Linked DNA regions of Mus musculus: all the other regions are linked to region 1. The links are chromatin contacts, called in public Hi-C and HiChIP or PLAC-seq maps. All regions are on one chromosome and are shown on one strand. The core of a region is the stretch at or near the end of the contact, and the rest is flanking DNA. Distances in the headings are between cores, read along the strand shown. Region 1 holds the start of 4930538L07Rik (RIKEN cDNA 4930538L07 gene). Region 2 has its middle 88 kb from the start of 4930447J18Rik. Region 3 overlaps 4930447J18Rik (RIKEN cDNA 4930447J18 gene).

What was found. A called contact is a pair of places that touch in the nucleus more often than the background predicts. HiChIP or PLAC-seq counts read pairs in DNA pulled down with a chosen protein or histone mark.
Region 2: a contact with region 1 is called in an H3K27ac HiChIP or PLAC-seq map of the NIH/3T3 cell line, with 5 times the contacts expected there. The contact joins the enhancer-like site here to the promoter of 4930538L07Rik in region 1. A contact is called at or near these places in 17 of 484 Hi-C or Micro-C datasets (the C2C12 cell line, adipose-derived mesenchymal stem cells, beige adipocytes and 8 more) and 5 of 115 datasets of contacts at active chromatin or transcription factors (the NIH/3T3 cell line, astrocytes, embryonic fibroblasts and 2 more).
Region 3: a contact with region 1 is called in a Hi-C map of the C2C12 cell line, with 2.9 times the contacts expected there. The contact joins the enhancer-like site here to the promoter of 4930538L07Rik in region 1. A contact is called at or near these places in 2 of 15 datasets of contacts at CTCF or cohesin (both in the NIH/3T3 cell line), 20 of 484 Hi-C or Micro-C datasets (3T3-L1-derived adipocytes, the C2C12 cell line, bone marrow-derived macrophages and 10 more) and 5 of 115 datasets of contacts at active chromatin or transcription factors (the NIH/3T3 cell line, astrocytes, embryonic fibroblasts and 2 more).

What each region holds. Positions count from the first base shown.
Region 1 is chr14:47,756,008-47,759,126 of GRCm38.p6, reverse strand. 4930538L07Rik (RIKEN cDNA 4930538L07 gene) reads left to right here and starts at 1,629. Exons shown (of 2, transcript NR_166788.1): 1 at 1,629-1,823; 2 at 1,940-2,083.
Region 2 is chr14:47,985,056-47,988,174 of GRCm38.p6, reverse strand. No RefSeq gene overlaps it. Among named protein-coding and RNA genes, the nearest start is that of 4930447J18Rik, 88 kb to the right of the region's middle. Within about 2 kb of position 1,449, at least 45 of the 459 cell types and tissues checked have an H3K27ac peak or open chromatin away from gene starts, as enhancers often do. A contact at or near this core is called in the C2C12 cell line, the NIH/3T3 cell line, beige adipocytes and 3 more, where this site is marked.
Region 3 is chr14:47,935,677-47,938,795 of GRCm38.p6, reverse strand. All of the region lies in intron 2 of 4930447J18Rik (RIKEN cDNA 4930447J18 gene), which reads right to left. Among named protein-coding and RNA genes, the nearest start is that of 4930447J18Rik, 38 kb to the right of the region's middle. Within about 2 kb of position 1,620, at least 46 of the 459 cell types and tissues checked have an H3K27ac peak or open chromatin away from gene starts, as enhancers often do. A contact at or near this core is called in the C2C12 cell line, astrocytes, muscle stem cells and 1 more, where this site is marked.

The sequences.
Region 1 (3,119 bases), core at 380-2,879:
GATAAATCATAAAAGTTACCACTTTGCTATCAACACCCTTTACGGCGTTCCCTGTACCAGAGAAACAAGGAGACACCATGGAGGTCCTATGGCTTTTGACTGTTAAAGATCTTTGGTTCAAAAGCGATGGAAGAAACGTTTCTGTTTGAACCCCAAGAAGTTGTCTTTGTGATTCTGTGGTTCGCTGAGCCCTACGCAGCGGCTGTGGTGGCGGTGGGTACTCCTTCTCACTAATGTACACATTTCTACATGCCCATTATAGAACCTAACTTGTCACTCTCTTCTAGGGTGTAACTAGTTCTGAGTACCGAATGGCGTTGGTGACACCCCCGAATGCTTTTGTGAAACCAGAGATCTTTACCCAGTCTTTAACAGCATCATGATCTGGACAACGGCTTCCACATTGCCAGCTATTGCCATAGCTTTTCTCTGTCCTCCAGATGTCAGATGCTGTGGCAGGACATACAGAGCAATCCCAAGAGAAGAAAGGTAAGGGAAAAGGTCAAAAGGATGCAGGGCAGGCACCGCCCCCATTCCTCTAATTTCTCTGTTGAACAGCGCTGTGGTCCTTCCACCTGAGGAGGTCAGATTCTTATTTTACTTGTTTTTGTTTGTTTTTGAGATGAGGTCTCTGTTGTCGCTCTGGCTTTCCTGGAACTCTTTCTGTAGACCGGGCTGGCCTTAAACTCAGAAACCCACCTCCCCCTGCCTCCGGAGTGCTGGGATCAGAGGTGTGAACCATCACAGACCAGCCTAAAGATTCTTAACTTGTTTAACAACCACTGTTCCAGGAGATGCCCGAGAGTTGGAGGAATCTACAGAGAAGCAGCTCGCGGACAGAAATGTCTCAAGCATCCTTTGTGAAGAACTTTCCCTTCTCAGCACTGATCCTTAGTATTCCTGTGAGCATCCTCTCCTGGGCGCCTTGACAGCCTAACAGAGCCCTTCGTCATTAACCCACCTGAAAAGAATAGAAATACTGGAAAGAAGTCAGGGAGAAAAGAGAACATACACACTAGGAAAACATCAAAATTGGGAGACTTAAAAAATGCTGTTTTGTTCCTTGCTTTCTGGGACTTACCCAAGCTCCTCTGAAGGAATGGCCTGGCCCAGCTATTAAAAGTGCATACAGAGTAGAGCAAAGCTGGAGACAGGGGCTGAGGAGATGCTGTGTCTGCATTTAGAAGGCCTGTGGGGACCATCAACCCATAGTCCTGCTGTCTACCAAGACAGAGAAACCAGACCCGGCTGAGTAATCTGTAGTTAATTCTGGACGCAGCTCCCGACAAAACAGCAGGCAGACACCCTGGCACCAAAGATACGACCAAGAAAATGTTGAAGACATGTCTCTGTTTACAAGTCTGTGGTCCCCAAAGAACCCTTTAATAAAAAGTCTTCGATTCCATTGCATCAGTGTGCTATAGCCTTGGTTGTCCCTAGAAATAAAGATGTGGCTTTCTTATGTTCATCCATTGTGCAAAGAAGTGGTACTCCAGATGGAGGAAGGGGATTCTTCTTCCAGAAGAATCTAGACTCTGGAACCTAAGAGTCTTTTGATTCTAGAAGCCCCTGCATGGGGACTGTTCTGTCCACAAGGCTCTAAATCTATTCTGTATCCTTTAGAGACCAGACAAGGGTAGGTAGCCAAACAACCCAGAGAAGAGATTGGCATTAGAGTTAGCAGAGGATGAAGAAAGAGACCCAGGGCTTGGGCAGTGGGGCCTTAGAGCTCAGCCTGCTTCTGAGAAGCTTTTCCATGTAGAAACTGGGGTTTAAATCTCAGACATGCTGGGATTTCACCCCATTTACTTCCTGCTGTTCTAGTAAGTTCTTCTCAGAGGCAATTGCTTCAGGAGATGCCCCAAGCTCTCTTCAGAGGGCCTGGTTCCCACAGAACTCCTCTGATGGCCAAACTGACTGCTTGAGATTTGTTTTTCAGGTGAATTGGGTACTGTGGGTCACTTGCTCTGATCAAAGACCTTTTCCATCTTTCTCTGAACATTGAAGACCTGTTCCAACCAAGCCTAAGGAGACTAAAGTCATGGACTCTTCCTTCCTCAAATAAAGCCACTTCTTTCATACACTTGCAGAGACCTGGAGTGCAGACTCCAGACCTTTGTTACAGATGGCTCTTCTTCATGTTTTCACTATAACATCTGCAGAAGAACTTAGGGACATTTTCTAAACTCCAAAAGCATGCATTGGGTTTTCAAGATTCATGAGCTCATAAAATCTTAGGTTATGTCATGGTTGTTCACAAGCCAATTGAAAGGGATCCAAAATATATGCCTCTAGTAACCCCATGGCTTTTCACTATGAGATGTCTCCACAGCCAGAGGTCAGTAGATGGCTAACCAACTAGCTAAGGAGGGGCAGTGTCATGAGATGTCTCACTCTTGGCGGTCCCCTAACCCGGTAGGTAGGCTCCAAGTTCCGATTTTTATTTCTGCCTGTTGACAAAAATACTCAGCTGCCTGGAACTCATCTGTGAAGGATCTTGCAGGAACTTGGCAGTCACATTAGAGCAAAGGAACGCATCCAGAGTGATTAGAATGGAAAGTTATGGCCATAATTGTCTAATACACTAATTCACGGCAGGGATTTGAGATCCCCGGGGGACTGAGTCACCATTTAGCATATTAGGATGGAAAAACACAAAGCTCGCCCGCCCAAAGGGATTTGGATCTTGTTGACACGATGCCCTGTGAAGACTGAGAGCACGCCTTCCAGTGTGCAGATGAAGGAGAAGTGAGGCTACCAAACCAGCACTGGGTAAGCACTGGACGAAAGGTTGTAGCTAGGTATCATTATGGTTGTCTGCTGCTGGATTCTCTATCCCATACAATCTTACTGTGAAGATACTGATATTAAAGCCCCATGCAGAGCTCTGGGGGCCTGCTTCCTAGCCTGATGAATGAGTCATCTTCTCTTAAAGCTGAAAGGTATAGGACAGAAGTCTTGAGGAAGAACTCAGATAAAACTTCACTCTGGATACTGAAGTCCATGCTCATGATGCCTACTCTGGGTTCCTCTAACACATGGGGAGCCAACGCTTAGGAACATAAGAGTGTGCTGGTGAAAGAGGAGGGGTAGTCAGGAAAGGGAGGGAATGACTACAC
Region 2 (3,119 bases), core at 200-2,699, 230 kb before region 1:
AACAAGTACAAAATTCCTTCTATTACAGATTATCTCTAGAGTTCACTGTCGAAGTTCATTTCAATTCTTGCGTTCTAGGATGAGACATTCATTCAAAACGAATGACTGCCACATCAGTCACAGGGCTCAGCCCCTGGCATGGGAACTGTATTTCTTTAATGGCTTTATTCCTTTGAATGTGTTTTGGAGGTCTCTATTATGCCTCAGTCCTTGAAGAAAACCAGTGAGAGTCGCAGACAGGGCCCTCTGCTGCTCGAAAACCTGAGAAGCAAATCTGCAGAATTTTCAAACTGTGCAGTCTGTCCTGGGTGACTGTGACTGGGCGCCAAGTCCTAAACACAACACAAAACAGTGGTTATTCTCCTGGGACATCTGGGTGCCAGATGAGTTTCTTTCCTGCTCTCCAAAATGGTCAGAGATTTGCAGTAATTGAATGAAAGAATGTTTAATAACTGAAAATATTGCTCATCCAGAGAGAGAGAGAGATTAGGCTTTAATTAAATGGTGTCATTTAATACGTCGTCCAGCAGATACTGTAATTGGGTTCTTTAGCACAGCACACACTAATATCTAAGCTTTACTGAGGTGATAATGACACTAATTTAGCCCAGTGGATACATAACCAGCTTGGCTGCCTCTGACACCCCAGCATATTGTACGAAGAGCAAGCTTTGATCCTGGTGTCTGCGCCACTCTTAATCAGTCATTTCTTTCTAAAATAAAATCACTAGTCAGCCAGAGCAAACAAACCCTTTTTATACTAAACAGGTATGATGCTGGGGATGTGTCGGGGCAAGAGGTTGTTCGTTTCCACAGATACAAAGAAAGAGGGGCTATCTTCAAAGCAGTTGTGAAATTACATTTCATTTGAACAGGAAGAATGGCATTTATTATCTTTAAAACCTGATATAAATGCAAAGCAGCCCTCAGCAGTTCGTTCAAAGAGGGCAGACAATTCCCTGGCACAATGGCAGCTGTGGGTTTTAAGTCCTATCTTCACTTGATCATTTGCAAGGACGTTTTCATTTCCAGTCTTGGCTCCCGTTTCCTCATTGCTTAATCCTGAAATGGGATACAGTTACGGTCCTACTCTCTAGCCATTCTGTTTGATAATTCTGAACAAAGCAGAAATGAGTGGGGGGCCAGGCAGTGACGAATTTAACTGAACCTAAAAGAAGATGAGAAAAGAACTGATCTCTTAGGGTCTAGTGCCACAGATGTATTACAAAGTAACCAGAGATTAAATTCCTTTGCTAAATTCTTTGTTTTCAAAACTAAGTGGTGCTTCCACAGAGAGATGGAAAACTTTCATTTCCCTGATTGCAAATGACCGTGGACATGTTTATTTTGGAAAAGACTGGAAACATTGATTACACAGTGGCTGGGTGGGTCACAGGACCATGAAAAAGAATAGCAGCATGGCTCTGTCACTGGGTGGGGAAGCAGAATTTGAAACCACTCTGATCCCTGGGGTGTAACTCCGCCTTTGAAGACCTTGCAATCCTGTGTCAGGGATAGCTAACAGTAATTCAGAGCTCCTCCCCGCCCCTTAGAACTCTGGCAGGGGGCTCCAGGGCTCCTCTCCAAATGCTGAGAACTGTAACTGGTCCTCTTTGTAAACTGCATGCTGAAAACTCTAAAATCAGAGCACAGCCAGCCTGTTGATGTTCACCAGAACCACACCTGGGCACCCCCTTCAACAGCTTTGTATTGAAAATCCCGGTGGTGGGAGCATATATGAATTGAACATGTATGACTTTTCCCTAGTCATTAGTCCTTAACCATTATAGGACACCATCTGCTTATAGAATATTTATTTCATATCAGGCATTATAAATCATCTGGAGATGATTGAAGTATTTTAAGAGATACACGTAATTTATATGTAGCTATGACACCATTTTATACAAGGCACGAGGAGCATCCTTATGTTTTAGTATCCATGAGAAGTGGGAGTCGGAGACTCTCCCTCTCTCTCTCTCTCTCTCTCTCTCTCTCTCTCTCTCTCTCTCTCTCTCTCTCTCTCTCTCTCTCTCGTGCGCTCTCGCCCTCCCTCCCTCCCTCCCTCCCTCCCTCTCACTGCTTGGGACAGCAAAGGACAACTATGCCCTGCAAACTCAGGAAATATGGCAGCTGTGACAGTTTGTATATGCTTAGCCCAGGGAGTGGCACTATTAGGAGGTGTGGCTTTGTTGGAGTAGGTGTGTCACTGTGGACGTGGGCTTTAATGCCCTCCTCCTAGCTGCCTGGAAGTCAATATCTGCTAGCAGTCTTCTGATGAAGATGTAGAACTCAGCTCTTCCTGCACCATGCCTACCTGGACTCTGCCATGTTCCCACCATGATGATAATGAACTGAACCTCTGAACCTGTGAGCCAGCCTCAATCAAATGTTTTCCTTTATAAGAGTTGCTTTGGTCATGGTGTCTGTTCACAGCAGTAAAACCCTAAGCCAGCCAAGCCAGGAAAGGAATCTTGAGCTAGGTAAAGGGTGATGGGGAAACAGCTTGGATCCTCACAATTAGAGGACAAACCTCCTGCTCCGCCTCCACACTCCCCGCCACACACACGTAGTACAGCTCTCGGGGGATCCTGTGCTCATTCTCAGCCCAAAGAGTTGGTTATATCCTGCTTCTTCCTCCCAGAGCCAAGACTCCCTGGACTGAGTGACAACCACAAACACTACTGTGCTTTGGACAATTAGAGTCTGTCCTTTACTCCCCAGACAATTTCCTCCTCATACCACAGCCATCAGCTGTACCCAGAGCACTATTCTGGGCCTGGTCCTCACTGACTTTCCAACTGCCAAACCCAGTGACCTTCTCCTAGCCATTACCCTTCTTGACCTTTGCAGGGTAATTACAGTGGTTGGTCAAATACCACATTCTGGAATGTTCTCCAGCTACGGCCTGCTCATACTCTTCTCTGGTACAGGAGCAAGTGGAGAACCCAGATGTGCTCAAGCCATCTTGGTTCCAAGCCATCTCCTTCCAGCTCCTACCTGATAAAAAGCAAGAGCACTGGAACACAGAAGCCTCCCGGGACCTTTAGCTACCTCCTTTTCTTACCTTCTTTCCAGAAACTTCCTCACTGTTCTCTCCTCCTCCAACACACAAACAC
Region 3 (3,119 bases), core at 371-2,870, 180 kb before region 1:
CTGACAAGCGATCACATCCAAAGACCTAGGTCTGTGTGATCTGGCTGGAATGCAGACATGGCCTTAGAACACTCCGTTAATCCCAAACAATGAAAATAAGGTTAGTTTATAGAAGAAAGCAGCCATTCTTATTATTCTAACAGTTTTAGATTAAGCTACTATAACAAAATACCCTAGTCTGGCTGACTTAAACAGAACAAAATACCATAGGTTAGGTAGCTTAACACTGACAGTTATTTCTCATGGTTCTGGAAGTCTAAGGTAAAGCCTAGTGGTTTGGTTCCCTGTAAGCATTCTCTTCCTGCCTTACAAAGGTCATTTTCTTATATGGCAGAAAGAAAGGTATTATTATCTTCTTGTCATTAAAAATACTGATAGAATGCTGGGATCCCACCTTACCATCTCACCTAAACCTAATCTCCTTCTAAAACCTCCACCTCTAAATTCCATCACATTAAAGCTTTGAGATTCCCCATATGTGTTGGGATATGACTCACAGAGATTCACCCCTTAATCTCATCATTTATAAGTAACAGCTTAAAACCTTTGTCTTCTTTTCTCATGAAAATAATCAAATGCTTCTCCTGTGTTTGGGTTCATGTTTTCTAACTCAGGAAAACTAGAGATGTGAAGAGACTTTTGGAGTATACTCAGATACCCTGTAGGTGCCATGGAGGAAGGCCACCCTTCAGAGGAAGTGATGAACTTGAGTCAAGGTGGCTACGGTTCTGGAGATACATTTTAGCACACATAGTCTGGTCTATGGCCATTTCTCTAACACTTTAATCACACTTTGTGAAGCTTGCTTATAGTCCCAAACCCCTTCTGTAGAGTGAGCAAGCTATCTGAGTAACTCTGTTTGGAAGTATACTCTGTAGAAGAAAAGTGATGAGAACAAACCAAGCTGACAGTGTAACCTGCAGTTCCTGCCCTCGGTCTCCTGTGCTTAGCTGTGATGTCCAAAGCTTGTCCTCCGACAGCCCCCAAAGGTGTGCATTAAACATACCTACTGTTCATCATTCCTTCTTCCTGTGGAACTCTCCAGCATCAGGAATCCAGTCTGTTTCTTTCACTGATGTATTCTATGTGCTTGAAAGAGGCATGACACATGGAAGAGCCTCAAAAATATTTGTGGAATTGAATTGAGGTTGCAGTTGAGAGATGATTCAAGCTTGCCCTGAACACTCTGAGTTTCCAAGCGTTCTCCACTGATGGGCCAGGCATGTTGGTGCCAGCTTGTTGGCACTCTCCTCAGAGGTTGGCTTTGCTTCCTCCTGCTAACTACCCTAACACCAAGCCACTGTTTGTGTTCCATTCTTCACAGTCACGAAGACAATCTCTTGCCCTGGGACTGATGGCCAAGTTCAGGAAACCAAGCCCAGATGTGAAACTGTATGCTTGGCAGCTGGCAGCTGGCAGCTAGCAGCTGGCTGCCAGGCGCTGGAAGAAGCCACAAGTTCTCCTTAGCTGTTTCCAGACATTCTTGGGTATGCTGCAAAGCTGCTCTGAACTTTCTGAACACGCACTTTCTCACTTGACATGACTTGGAAGGGAATGACCAAGCACCAACGGCCACTTAGCATTGAACAAACATTTAGGCATGCCCATGTGTTCAGCGCAGCGCTGCCAGGGGAGCAGGCACAAAGACTGGGCCAGTGGCCAGTGGTCCACAAATGGTCTCCACATTTACACTTCCTGTCAGACAGAGGAGAGAGAACTTTAAATTATCCTTCAGACCGTAGAACAGCTGAAGCCAGGTGGGTGAGAGACAGATCTAAAACCATAACAAAGGATGATGGCAAATGGGACCACCACCTCGTGTCCTATGCTGCTCTGCTTCTTGGCTGGTGAGTGTTTTCTCTTAGCCCACAAGCCAGGCAGCAGGACCCTGGCCACAGGAATGGCCCAGGCCATTTTTTAATTTATTCCTTTTCCTCACATGTCTTTGCTGCATCTTTACTAGTAGACAGCTGACTTCTGTTGCACAATGCTCTCTTTGTTTTATGCATTTGGTGTTTCGACTATTATGTGACAGGAGGAACTCCTTTTCTGGTGCAATCTATTTGGAGTTCTGTGGACTTCTTGTATGCTCATGGGCATCTCTTTCCTTAGGTTTGGGAAGTTTTCTTCTATAATTTTGTTGAAGATATTTTCTGGCCCTTTAAGTTGGGAATCTCCACTCTCTTCTATACCTATTATCCTTAGGTTTGGTCTTCTCATTGTGCCCTGGATTTCCTGAATGTTTTGGGTTAGGAGCTTTTTGCATTTTGCATTTTCTTTGACTGTTATGTCAATGTTTCTATAGTACCTTCTGCACCTGAAATTCTCTTTTTATCTCTTGTATTCTGTTGGTGATGCTTGTGTCTGTGATTTCTGATCTCTTTCCTAGGTTTTCTAACTCCAGGGTTGTCTCCCTTTGTGATTTTTTATTGTTTCTAGTTCCATTTTTTAGATCCTGGATGGTTTTGTTCATTTCCTTTGTCTGTTTGGTTGTATTTTCCTGTAGTTCATTAAAGGATTTTTATGCTTACCTATGTTCTCCTTTCTTTCTTTCTTTCTTTCTTTCTTTCTTTCTTTCTTTCTTTCTTTCTTTCTTTCTTTCTTTCTTTCTTTCTTTCTTTTTTTCTTTCTTTCTTTTTCAAGACAGGGTTTCTCTTCATAGCCCTGTCTGTCCTAGAACTCACTCTGTAGACCAGGCTGGCCTCAAACTCAGAAATCCACCTGCCTCTGCCTTCCAAGTGCTGGGATTAATTAAAGGCATGTGCCACCACTGCCTGGCCTTCTCCTGTGTTTCTTTAAAGGAGTTATTTATGTCTTTCTTAAAGCCCTCTATCATCATCATGAGATGTGATTTTTAAACCAGAGTCTTGCTTTTCTGGTGTGTTGAGGTATCCAGGGCTCACTGTTGAGGGGGAATTGGGTTCTGATGATGCCAAGTAGCCTTGGGTTCTGTTGCTTATGTTCTTGCCCTTGCCTATTGCCATCTGGTTATCTCTGGTATTAGCTGGTCTTGCTGTCTCTGAATGTGGCTTGTCACTCCTGCAAGCCTGAATGTTAGTACTCCTCAGAGACCAGTTCTATCCAGGAGGAATTTGGGTCTGGAGAGCTGTGGCACAGGG